Regions from separate parts of the Mus musculus genome. Here region 1 is linked to region 2. The links are chromatin contacts, called in public Micro-C maps. All regions are on one chromosome and are shown on one strand. The core of a region is the stretch at or near the end of the contact, and the rest is flanking DNA. Distances in the headings are between cores, read along the strand shown. Region 1 overlaps Kcnma1 (potassium large conductance calcium-activated channel, subfamily M, alpha member 1). Region 2 overlaps Lrmda (leucine rich melanocyte differentiation associated).

Region 1 (5,466 bases), core at 1,513-4,012, 380 kb before region 2:
AAGCTCTGGACACGGTCTTATTTTTCCATTAGAAAATAAGACCCTGACAACAGTGTGTTTCTCTTGAAGGCCTTTGCTCAGGACTTTTAAGGGACACTGGTTAGGCTAGAGTAATTACAACTCTAGCTATAGATGCTTTGTCCATTGGGGGTCATAGTCATGCTTGCCTTTGATAAACGACACTTGTTTTTCCCTTCTACAGAGCTTGAATTCCTCTCTTGAAGGAAACACATAGGCTACATATATATTCCTAAGTTGTGATATATATATGATATGTCCTGGGGTAGCTTATATGTAAAAATGTGTATTTTTATATATAATCATAGAGATATTCCATAGAGAGAGAAATACAACGATCACATTATAGATGCCTCTCTGTACAAGAAGGTGCTTGCTGGAGATTTAATTGAATACTCCTTTGGGACTGTAAGTATCTGCCTTTCTGAAGACAAGTGGTAATTATTTCCTACAGTCTACGGCATTTCCTTGCTTTCAAAACTTCTCCTTAAGTCAACGCTCAGTGATTCCTCCACAGTTCCTCTGGGAAAGTTAAGCATCCTGGAGGAGCCATGTGCTTATTTCAGGGCAAAAACAAACAAACAAACAAACAAACCAACCAACCAAAAAACAAAAAACAAAAAACAAAACTCTGTTAGTTAATTCAAGGAGATTACTCTTTTTTTTTTTTTTTCATGAGTGAACCATGTAGGAATCTAAGCAAGCCTCTAGACTTCTCTAACTTACTAAAGACATAAGATCCCTGTCATCCAATCGGATATAGTTTTAAAGGTCAGTATTTCTATGTATAACCTACAACTGGCAGACATCAACTTTGGGTCTTGACTTACAGACATAAGACTCTCTGAAAACAGGAGACCCAATGTACAACTCATTGATTCATTGGCTCTGGACTATGGAGATGTATCAGCACCCAGGTCTTTCATCTTCCTTTGCAGAAGAAGGAGAAGGAGAAGAAGCAAGTTGACTCCCAAGTTCTGGTAGCCTTCACTGTTTGGAAAATGTATAATGTTCTGGGTGAAGCCAAAACAAAATAGCAACCTTCTTCAATACAACACACAGTTCTGCCCAAATTGGCTCTGCGGAAAGTACGTGGAAGCATCACTTCTACACCCTGAGAGCTTTCACACTCTAGCACTCTTTGAGAACTAGACGGCCACACAAAGCCAGTCAACACACAGCTCCAGAGGCAGTCTCTCTCACCTTCCTCTGCCACAGCGTGACTGTTGTGAGCCAGATCAACTAGCTGGGTGTGTACTCCAGGTGGCTGACTTTAGGCTCTGTCCTTGCCTTTTTCTGATCACAGAAAGCCATGCATAAGACTTTTCTTCTTCTTCAAAAGGTAACAGGAGGAACTGGGTTCAGGGGAGATATCATTTCTCATTTATAGGATTTAAAAGACCCTCTTATTCCTAGTGTTTCATCTAACAATATACCTCAGACAAAAGGGTTTTTCTTTTGTAGAGGATTTTGTTTATAATTTGAGCCTTTGAAGAATGGTTTCATGTTAAGAAACAATGCTTCCCTTCCCTAGACTGATTTAAAAAGTGGGCTGTGGTCTAAGAAGTGTGCCTTAATTTAACAGCATTTTTTTTTCCTTTCACACTAGTCTCCTCTTACATATACTCCCTTGGAGACCAAATTATTTTCCCTCTAGCATCTGGAAACCTCCACTTTGGCCTCTTTGGCAAGGCCACTTTTCCTCTCCCTTCCAATCCACCCCCCAAATTAAGATTCTGCAATTGCAACTTGGCTGGCCATTTGGTTGCTGATGCCGGAGGTAGATGGCACTGCAGACAGCATGGGCTGCAACCCTTCCTTCCATTCCAGACTTGGTGCAGAAGGGCCAACCAGCAGAGGACCTGAGGCCTGATACCTGATTGCATCAGTGTGCCCCAAGGAAAGAAAAGTGACCATGCTCCATCTGCAGCAGGTTTCATTTCTTAGCAACACGACCTTTGACAACAGAGGAAAAGTCGGGCAAGTGTGTCTCTGAGAAAGCCTTCCACTGTAAACATTCAACAGTAAACAGATAGCTTTGATGGTGTCCACTAGGGAAGTACTTCTGTTTTGTCTCTATAAATACTACTAGGAAGTCATAATGGAAGTATTGGATGGGCATCCATTTTATTGTGTTGAAGAGAAGCACATGAAAGCTTTCTTCTGAAGCGATGAAACTGCTCAAACAAAGTTATCTGTTTTTTAGAGGAAGGTGAGACCCAGGATCAGACTCTTGGCACTGACATGATCTCTTCACATCATTGGTACTGGTCCAAGAACAAGAACATTTTGTGGGCCAAAGAGAAAAGGAAGTCTCGGGTGGCTTATATATTTTTCTTTCCCAGAGTTAAGTTGGCCTATGGGGGCAGTTTATAGAGCATAAAGTTCCAAGAGCCCCAAGACAGAGTGACAAGTAGCCACACCATTAATAATCTGGCCCAGTCCCTCTCTCAGGAAGCTGCTGCAGAGCTGAGGCATGGGGACCCCATCCACCAATACACTTAAACCAATGTGTTTGCAAGTTGCCACTGTTGACCGCCCCAGGATGCTGTCCCAGGACCTTTCAGCCATTTGTCCTCACTACCCCTAAACATCCGCCACTGAACTGAAATAACACCACAAGATTTCAAGTCTTAGAGAGGAGACAAGGCCTAGGAGAGATGAAACAGCAAGGTCAGGGTTTGCTCTGTTAAGGAGCTGCTTGCTCTCCTACAGCAGTCCACTAGATGTCCTCATAGACCTACTCTGCTCTGCTCTCACACTACAGAAAACATTTTCATTGGTGACTGGGAAGAGCGGTGGATGGCTACTAACTAAGAAAGGAACTCAGCAAACAACAGTGGAGAGAAGATTTTCTTACTTTCTTTTTTTTTTTTTTTAATGACTAGGAATACATGAGAAACGTGTTTTAAATAGATACTGAAGTATTGCAAGTAGGTCTGTGAAACTCAACCTTAGGGGTTTAAAGTACCTCTCTGATACTGGAAACAAATCCTCTGACCCAAAATCGGATGTACAAAAAAAATAGCCACTAAGAAGGCTCTGGAAATCTGTAATTCACTGGAACCAAAGTGAAGGGTTAGGAAGCTGTAGAGTTGAGGAAGGTGACAGAGGAAGTCTGTGATGTAGTACTGATACAACTTTATTTTATAACCCAAGAATAAAATGCCCACATATTCTGGAACACCTACTACAAGGGAGGCAAATCTTCAGCTTTTCTTTGCTAATCTTCACCATGAGTAATAACGGTCCAGAGGGAATCTCTTAACTGAACATACATCCCTCAACCCTGATGGATTGCTCCATCAGATGCAAGGTCAGAATCACCCTTCTCCTCGGCTTAGGAAACAGACCTAGAAGCACATAGGTGATGACACACGTGACTGGGGTGGTGCAGAAGGGGGGCACACACTTAACTGGTTGTCTTTACTCTAGACCTTGTGGTTCATGAAGGTTTGTCAATATGTGGGGCTCAATCATTTTTAACTGTTTTTGTCTTGTCTCTGAGCCTCATGTTGATCATTCTTGCTGGTGTGTGTGTGTGTGTGTGTGTGTGTGTGTGTGTGTGTGTGTGTGTGTTGCTCTTTGTCTTTTGAGATTTCTTTTCTGCATTTGGTGGGAGTGTGAAATGACTGGGCAGGAGTGTTGACTAAGAGCATGTTTTCTGTTTTATGCATATGCTGCTCTGGAATGTGACTGCTTATAATTAACAGTTAATCTTCTTATAGCAAATGGGTTTCTGCTGCCTCAGTTACCAGTTGCAGCCTGTTACTGCATGCTAACAATATGAAATTTTACAACAGTGCATGGTCTCCGGAACAGCCAACCATGACAGTTGCAAACAGTCCCTGAAAGCCACTGGTTTGGTGTTTTGCTCCTTCCTGAACATTTTGGAAGTGGGAGGCTTCCATTGCCCATTGTGACAAGTTGACCTCTGTGGGGGGAAAAAGATTCCAAAGTTACCTATTCCCATCACCCTTCCATATGTATATATATATATATATATATATATATATATATATATATATACACACACACATGAACTTTCTTTCCCCATAAATGTGTCACATTCTATTACCATGCATGAACCCGAAATGGCAGTATGAAAATGAAAACCAGGGACTGTTGCTAATGAGAAACATAGCATTTCTGAGTTTGATGGGATTTTCTGCTACAGCATTTGATTTAAAAACAGAAAAAAAGAAAACAACTTTCAAAATAATTTATCTACAGTGAAACAACAAACAAACAAAACAAAAAAATCATCTCCATTCTCCTCGCCTTTGTAAGTAACAGGTCCATAGGTCCAGTTAAAGCATTACGAAAGAAAAAGCAAAAGACTGGCTTTCCAAGTTAAATACCAGATCTGGATACGATTCAGCTAAATTTATTTTCATGTCTTCCATTGAAGATTTTTCTTTTCTCCCATTCTTGACTTCAGCCACTGCTGTTGATCAAGATGACCTGGACATTGGCTGCAAGCCTTGGGGGTTCCTCTGACTCAAATGCTATGGCAGATTCTTAGTTTTATTTTTTTTGGTAACAAGCTAAGAGCAAAAGAATGACACACTTTAAGTTGAACAGGGCTGGGGTTGCATGTTAATCAGTGCAACAGTTAGGATGCTAAAGGACCATGTCACTGGGAATGTGAGCCTATTCACAGGAATGGAGATGCTGTTGGAGGTCTCTCATTCATCTCCCCCCAGTGCCTGCTCTTCACAGTCATGATGTTCTCCTTGCTTGACAAGCCCACTGTATGGCAAGTCATTAAGGTCTTAGAACAGGGCTTGACCCATGTGAGAGATTTAAACCCTTTCCTGGTGACTGTAACATTCAAAGAGAGTAAAACCACAAGTTATATTTTAAACTAAGACAGTGACTATTCTCTACAAAGGAAAAGAAATAAGGATAGTGTGGAGGACGGGGTGGGAGTGGAGATAACACCTCCTTGGTCCAAGTTCAGTGATTGGCTGTGATACTTGGAAGATTAATGAGTTTTTCTCCTACCCTGTAAGAGGAGCAGGCTGGTTCCTGCTAAGTGAGAAGCAAACATGTTTGCCTGTTGTAGCATCAAAAAGAGGTGCAGTGGCTTCTCTTGTACTGAAATATAAATTGACCACAAGAGTAAAACAGGAAACAATGGGGGCATTAAATTAACGAGCTTTGCATGTCGGTATTTGAGGTGGCTCCAGGGTCAGTACCAAACCTTCACACTATGCCAGAGTCTTAAAAGAACCACTGAGGGTTCCTGAAAATGCCAGCAAGATATTTCACATGCCAAGTATTTCATGTTTTGTTGTTTATAATCTCTCTTGGCTAATATTTTCTGTGTAAGGAAAAAAGTATGATTAAACCAACTAATTGCCTTCTAATTCTCTGGTGGGCAGGGAGAGAAAGGCAGCTCTCCCAGTTGATACTCCCATGAGTAGCTAAAAGCAATCTAGGAAA
Region 2 (6,140 bases), core at 2,375-4,874:
TATATCCTTCCTCCTCCACTTCCAATACCCAGTCCTAACAGGGTGTGGTACAGATGAGGTTAGGCAATGGCAATCTGCTAAATACATTTAAGAATTTACACATACATATTCATACACATACATGAACATATACCTCTGCATAAACATTTTAAACAGATCCTTTCAAATTTGGAAATTTTGGTTCTGTACCCTTTTATCTTTTTTTTTTAAAGATTTATTTATTTATTATATGTAAGTACACTGTAGCTGTCTTCAGACACACTAGAAGAGGGCATCAGATCTTGTTACAGATGGTTGTGAGCCACCATGTGGTTGCTGGGATTTGAACTCCGTACCTTTGCAAGAGCAGTCGGGTACTCTTACCCACTGAGCCATCTCACCAGCCCTGTACCCTTTTATCTTAAACCTCTGATATGACCTTCTTACATTTCAAACATTAAAAAAAGTAGGCAGCTTAAATCTCTGCCTTAATAAAGGAGAGGCAGGGTGGGAAGGGCTAGGGTTTCTGTTCTTCAATGCCGATGGCATTTTCATTCTCAATACCTTCCCCTCAAGACTACAGCAAAAGGAAAGTGAATGCTCTCTGACTCTCAGAGATGTAAACGGCATGGACCAGAAGGAACGCTCCCATTCCCCATGGGCCTGGGCTTTTGTTGCATAAGAGTCAAATGGTACCTAGGAAAGGAAGAAACGCCTGCAGTTTACAGTTGACCTTACAGTTTACCTCGACCTCAGCCACATGACATGTTACTGGCTCCCCTGAGGATCTAAGAGGTAGTTAGCAGGGCTGACAGGCATATAGGACCTGCACACAGTTCAGTATAAGCAAGGCAAAGTGACAGGAAGAGAGATTAAAAAAAAAAAAAAACTAGGGGAAAGGATCCTTGGTAGCAGTTTTTTTCTAGAAGAAAGTTCATGCCTTTCCTTCATGCCTAGACATACTGTCTTCCACTGGCCTCTGAATCCCAGCTTAGAATTCAAACAAGCTTTCTACTTGATCCAGGGGACAGACAAAAAGGAATGGGTGACCCTTCCCTCCTTCCCAAACTAGTAGGCTAAGACTTGAGGCAGATATCTGGGTTTGTAGTCAGCATTTTCAGTTGAAGATGTGTGGGTACCACGGCTGCAAGGACACTTGCTGGCTCTCCTTCCCATGTCTGGGGAGGATGCACTGGACATTGTCCTTGCTTTTGGCTACCCACCTCCACACACGCCATCCAGTATTATACAAATGAGAAGCACCAGGGGATGCTTATTCTAGACTCTGCCACTGTGTTGGGGTGGTCACTGAATGCTGCCATCTTCGCCTGCAGGATATTTTTGGCTTCTGGCTTACATGTGCTAACATGTGTAAACTTGCCTGGTAATTTTCCTTTGAGAAGGTGCCAGTTATGCACAGTTCTGTTTTGACAGTTTAACTCCTTACTTGCTTCTTAAATACCAAGTCAAATATTTTCTGTTCTTAATATTCTCCTTTCTACTTTCAGAAGAGTATGACTTCATTCCCATGTAATATTCCTCTACCGGCTTTTGCAAACTATGAATATAGTCCAGTGACGTCTTATCTTTTCTGCCATCATTTAGTGGTAAGAGCCCCATTTCCCAGAGTAAATTTGTGTGTTGTTGAATTACAGCAGGAGAGGTTGAGCTGTCTGGGAAAGTTTGGTCACATTTTACCATGTTTATCTCTGGCTGATTTCATTTTATTTTTTTCATTATTTCTACCAAGGTTAATCCCACCCTATGAATTCGAGATCTTGGGATGTAAATCGCGGGTCAGTGTTTTTATCTATGACAAATCATATTAGATTCAAGGTTCCATTGATGCCAGTTCTTCCTCGGGCTGATTATTTCTACTGGCAATGCTTATCATAAATTAAAGGACAGCTTTTATTTGTTTCTTAGCACCTGGAGCCCAATGTGGACATTCTAGATGTAAAACAAGATTCAAGTTATGGGGTTATGACAGGATGCTTTCTGTAAACACAGTGAACACAGAGTCAGATCTCACAATATGGCCATTAATTCAAAGGTTAGGATGCAGACAAAGAGCCTCTCAGATTAAACTTAGAGAAATGTGTGCTTGGCCTCAGTGCTCAAACACTGAGATGGCCTGAAGGGTGGTTCATAACTATCCCTTGAGAGTCTAGATTGTGAAGCCTGCTCAGCCGGATGCTGGGCCATGTCAGGCCTCACCCTGTATCTGAAGGAAGCACAACACCAGGGGGAAAGGCTCTAACTGTAGTGAGGTGACTGTGACGGGCAAGCATCCTTGCCTCCAGACCAGGGAGGCTGGACAACTCAGGGTGAGAGTGAGCAGACAGGTTGACATGTCATAAAGCAGAGTCTGTAGGAAATATGCTCTGGGCTCCCAGGGCAGTTGAAATGAGGCTTGTCATCTTAGGAGGAAAAGGAGTTAGGAAAGGGAGGACAGGAGGACACACACACACACACACACACAAACACACACTTTTTCTACATAGCAAGACCAGTTTTCCCTTTGTGTATGCAAGTTTTAGACATCCTTGTCCATTGATCAGACGCCCAGGCACCATCCCTGCTGTCTCTCCTTGAGCCCACGGATATCATGGCCAGGTGAAAGATACTCCAGACCTTCTGAACCATCACAGAACATGTATCCACTAAGAATCCTAGTTAGGAGAGCCACTGGGCCTTTGCTCACATGTCCTTTCCAATTTGTTTGCAATATGAGCAGGCCCTCTATGAAAGACCCTCGGAGCCAGCATCTATCTCTCACCTCCACTCACAGAATTTTGATCAGAATGAGATATGGTAGAAATAAGAGACCAAATCTACTTTCCTTGCTTGAACAAGTCCCCTCCCTCTTCAGAAATAAGTTTGTAAATCTTGCTGGGCCAAGCTTTGTTTGTTTACTTATTTGCCTTTGCATTGTCAGTTCTGTTCTGTCCCAAATAAAAAATGAGAGCAGAGAACACCCTTCTTCCTGATGTCCGAAAGAGCAGTTTACTTACGCCCAGCTGTTAGCATTACTTTGTCCTTCCCTGAACTCTTTAGTCAGACACATAATGCTAAGTTCTGCTTTTATAGCTTATTTTTCAGGTGTATTATTTATTTGTTCAGTCTTCTTCACAGGCACAAGGGCCTCCCGAGAACTTCAAAGATCACCACCAACAGGACACTGGCTCATCCTTTGCTGCTTCTTCACGGAGGGCAAAAGGAGCTGTAGAGTGGGCCAGCAAGAGGGGCATAATGGATGTGAGAAGGGCTAGATTCCAAGGTGCACGCTAAGATGGGATGCAAATCAAGTGTAGTTCATCAGGTGCCTTTCCAGCAGCTCCTGGATGGATCTCACCCTGGCTGTCATTCAAAATGGACAGTGCTCATGTGGGAAGACTTCATGTTTCTGTTTCAAGAGAACGAAGAAATCTTTCAGAAAGGAGACAGGGGCCAGAGGGTGTGTGTGAGGAAAGTACAGAGGGGAAGAAGGGGGAAAGAGAGGGAAAGGGAGAGAGAAGTAGAGGGGTGAAAGAAAAGTAGAGGGAGGAAGGAAGGGAGACAGAGACAGAGACACAATCACACCCCCTCCACCACTCCCAATATCTCTGTATTTATCCTTTCCACTTCATCTTTTGAAGTCAGAATCGTAGCCACTAGAGGGCAGCATGCAGTTAGGAAACAGCCACGGCTTTCTTTAAATAAATAAGGGCAACTATTCAGGGAAGGCCATTAAAGCCACACTGTGCTTGTGGTCACCAATTACACGTTCTGTAATGATCAATATGTCATGTTTACCCAATCTGAGCTGAAGGCTATCTGGGACTGAGGCTACCAAAGGCCCCCCTCTCTATGACACATTTAGGTTCCTTCTGCCTCCGTTTCAGGGGACTAGTCTTCCTTACCAGCCATGGTTAGTTTTAGCTCAGGGCTTTGGTTTTGGATTTGTTTTTTGTTTTTAAATACTACCTGCACAAATATAAAGAAGCATGCAAACCAATAAAAACAGATCCTCTCTTAGAAAAAGGAAACAAAAAGCACTTGTACCATGGGCACTCCCCCAAAGAAAAGTGACATCCATTGGCGTGGAGTTACCATTCTCTGGGAGCATATTTTAAGTTATTTTTATTTTTTGACTCAAGTGACCATTGGGTCAATACACAGAAATCATGGCTGCTGCTTTTTTAAAGGCAGGTTTTTCTTGCTTAAAACCCAATGAGTGTCTTCCGTCCCTTCTCAGAATATCTAGTCCAGAGTCATCACTCACACTGAGAACAGCAACCGAGTGACCTCCCATACTCTAAGAGACATTGGTATGTGCAGCTTCCACAGATATTAAGCCCAACCTGGTTTTAAAGTCCAGGAAATGGCATTCTAAACTAAAATCACATGGAATGAAAATAATTGAGAGGATTCAACCCAAGATGACAAAAACCAGTTACTTGGTTCTTCTCCCTCCACCCCAAGTAACACAGCGCAGAGTGCAGCAGAAGCCCTAGCAAGCAGGACAGGGCTCCTGCCCTCTTTCTAGGCATTCTCTCAATGTAACAGTCGTGTGACAAAGCAGCCACAAAGGAAAGGTGGGGCCCAGTTAATTAATTAGATTATTATCTCATGATTAAGTGGAAACTTTGAGTTCTCTCTCACCCATAAAAGCAACAGTCTCACTAGATTTGCCAGAGTGGCTGCAGTTGAGGGTTACCAGTGAGGATGACACAATCAGGAAGTAAGATGGGGGTGGGGGTGGGGGTGGGAGAAGTGAATGCTACTCAGAAACACAGCATCCTTCCTCTGCACAGACTTCAGAAGGGTTCAGACAGCAGATTCACACACACACCACCAAGCCCAAGCTACATCTTAGGTGTTCAACAAATAATTTGTATAGACTGGTGATGGAAGTCAGAAGGCAGCCTCATCTGTCATTTTTTCAATTTATTCTATCTTTTAAGACAGCCTTTTGGGGGGGGGTTACAGATTACCCATTCAGCTACAGTGGGTTTCCAGGACTCTCTAGGCTGGGGTGATAAGTACATAGCAATATGCCTGGCTTTATCACGCATGCTTGTCTTAAGAGATGGAACATGACTCCTCAGGTTTGCTTCCCACTGAGACGTCTCCCCATATCTAAGTTGATATTTGTGGACTGAGCACAATGGCCTAAGGGTGCTTCGGAGCCCATACATTTGACATGCCAAAGAGTTGGGTGTCCTCTCCCTAGGAACTGGTTCTCCTTGACTTTCTCTCCATGGGGACCATCCCCAAAACTTCCAATTTAGTGGGTCTGAGTCTGGGACGAGAAATTTGTTTCTTTTGGAAAATTCCCAGATAATGTTGCAGAATGATCTTTAAGAAAGTCTGTTCTAGAACAACCTAAAGGCCCCTCCCCACCCTGCCCTTTTCTTTGGTAAAGTAAATGCCCTCATTTTTATTCATATTTAAAGTTAGAGACACAAAGAATCTGGCTAGTTGAAGATCTTACTGTATTGCACTCTAGTAAATAGAAGTTTTATTTGCTTCCCAAGAGCAGCCAGAAAACAAATGGCACCTAAAACAGATAAGTAATGACTGACTGAAGCGAGGGACAGCTCTTGTCTAGCACAGTATCAGGCCCTTAGTTCAAACTTCAGCACTGAAATAAGAAAAAAAAAAAGATGCACAATATTTGGACATTCAAGCTTTCTCCCATTTTGGGGTTTTATTTTAGTGGCATGCTGATTGCATTAACAGGAGAAGAAAGCAGAGAATGGGGTAGGACTGGGGGTGAGCCTGTAAAACATGATTTATGAAGTACAGAGCAGGGGGAATTGGGAAAACAGCTTTCCAGATATCTTTGCTCCTCCTCCAAGCTGCCAGGCCCCTCTATGAACACACCTGAGAAGTGGGGTTTCCTGGCAGAGTGTGAACAGGGGTGCTGGCTGTGCTCTTAAGAAGACATTCACATTTTGGTTTCAGATCTGTTCTCATCGAGGGCTAGCATCAAAAGGTGGAGGCAGGGCTTTCTCTACAGTTCTGTGTGCTTCCTTGGGCTGAAATTTATCCAAGGAGTTATTGAAAATAAACCCAGGTTTTTAGAAAAGAGGTCAGGGAGGGGCAGGATGGAACTCTCAGACGAAATTAAGCAAATGTAGTAACAACTGAGATTGTTGTAATTCAAGCCCCTAAAG

The links. A called contact is a pair of places that touch in the nucleus more often than the background predicts.
Region 1: a Micro-C map of brown adipocytes shows a contact between it and region 2, with 5 times the contacts expected there. The contact joins two enhancer-like sites. A contact is called at or near these places in 7 of 484 Hi-C or Micro-C datasets (brown adipocytes, embryonic fibroblasts, nephron progenitors and 2 more) and 1 of 115 datasets of contacts at active chromatin or transcription factors (fibro-adipogenic progenitors).

The regions. Positions count from the first base shown.
Region 1 is chr14:23,426,522-23,431,987 of GRCm38.p6, reverse strand. All of the region lies in intron 18 of Kcnma1 (potassium large conductance calcium-activated channel, subfamily M, alpha member 1), which reads left to right. Among named protein-coding and RNA genes, the nearest start is that of 5430425E15Rik, 81 kb to the left of the region's middle. Within about 2 kb of position 2,762, at least 60 of the 459 cell types and tissues checked have an H3K27ac peak or open chromatin away from gene starts, as enhancers often do. A contact at or near this core is called in brown adipocytes, where this site is marked.
Region 2 is chr14:23,044,080-23,050,219 of GRCm38.p6, reverse strand. The region is part of intron 6 of Lrmda (leucine rich melanocyte differentiation associated); the gene reads right to left. The region is part of intron 2 of Gm10248 (predicted gene 10248); the gene reads left to right. Among named protein-coding and RNA genes, the nearest start is that of Gm10248, 47 kb to the left of the region's middle. Within about 2 kb of position 3,624, at least 19 of the 459 cell types and tissues checked have an H3K27ac peak or open chromatin away from gene starts, as enhancers often do. A contact at or near this core is called in brown adipocytes, where this site is marked.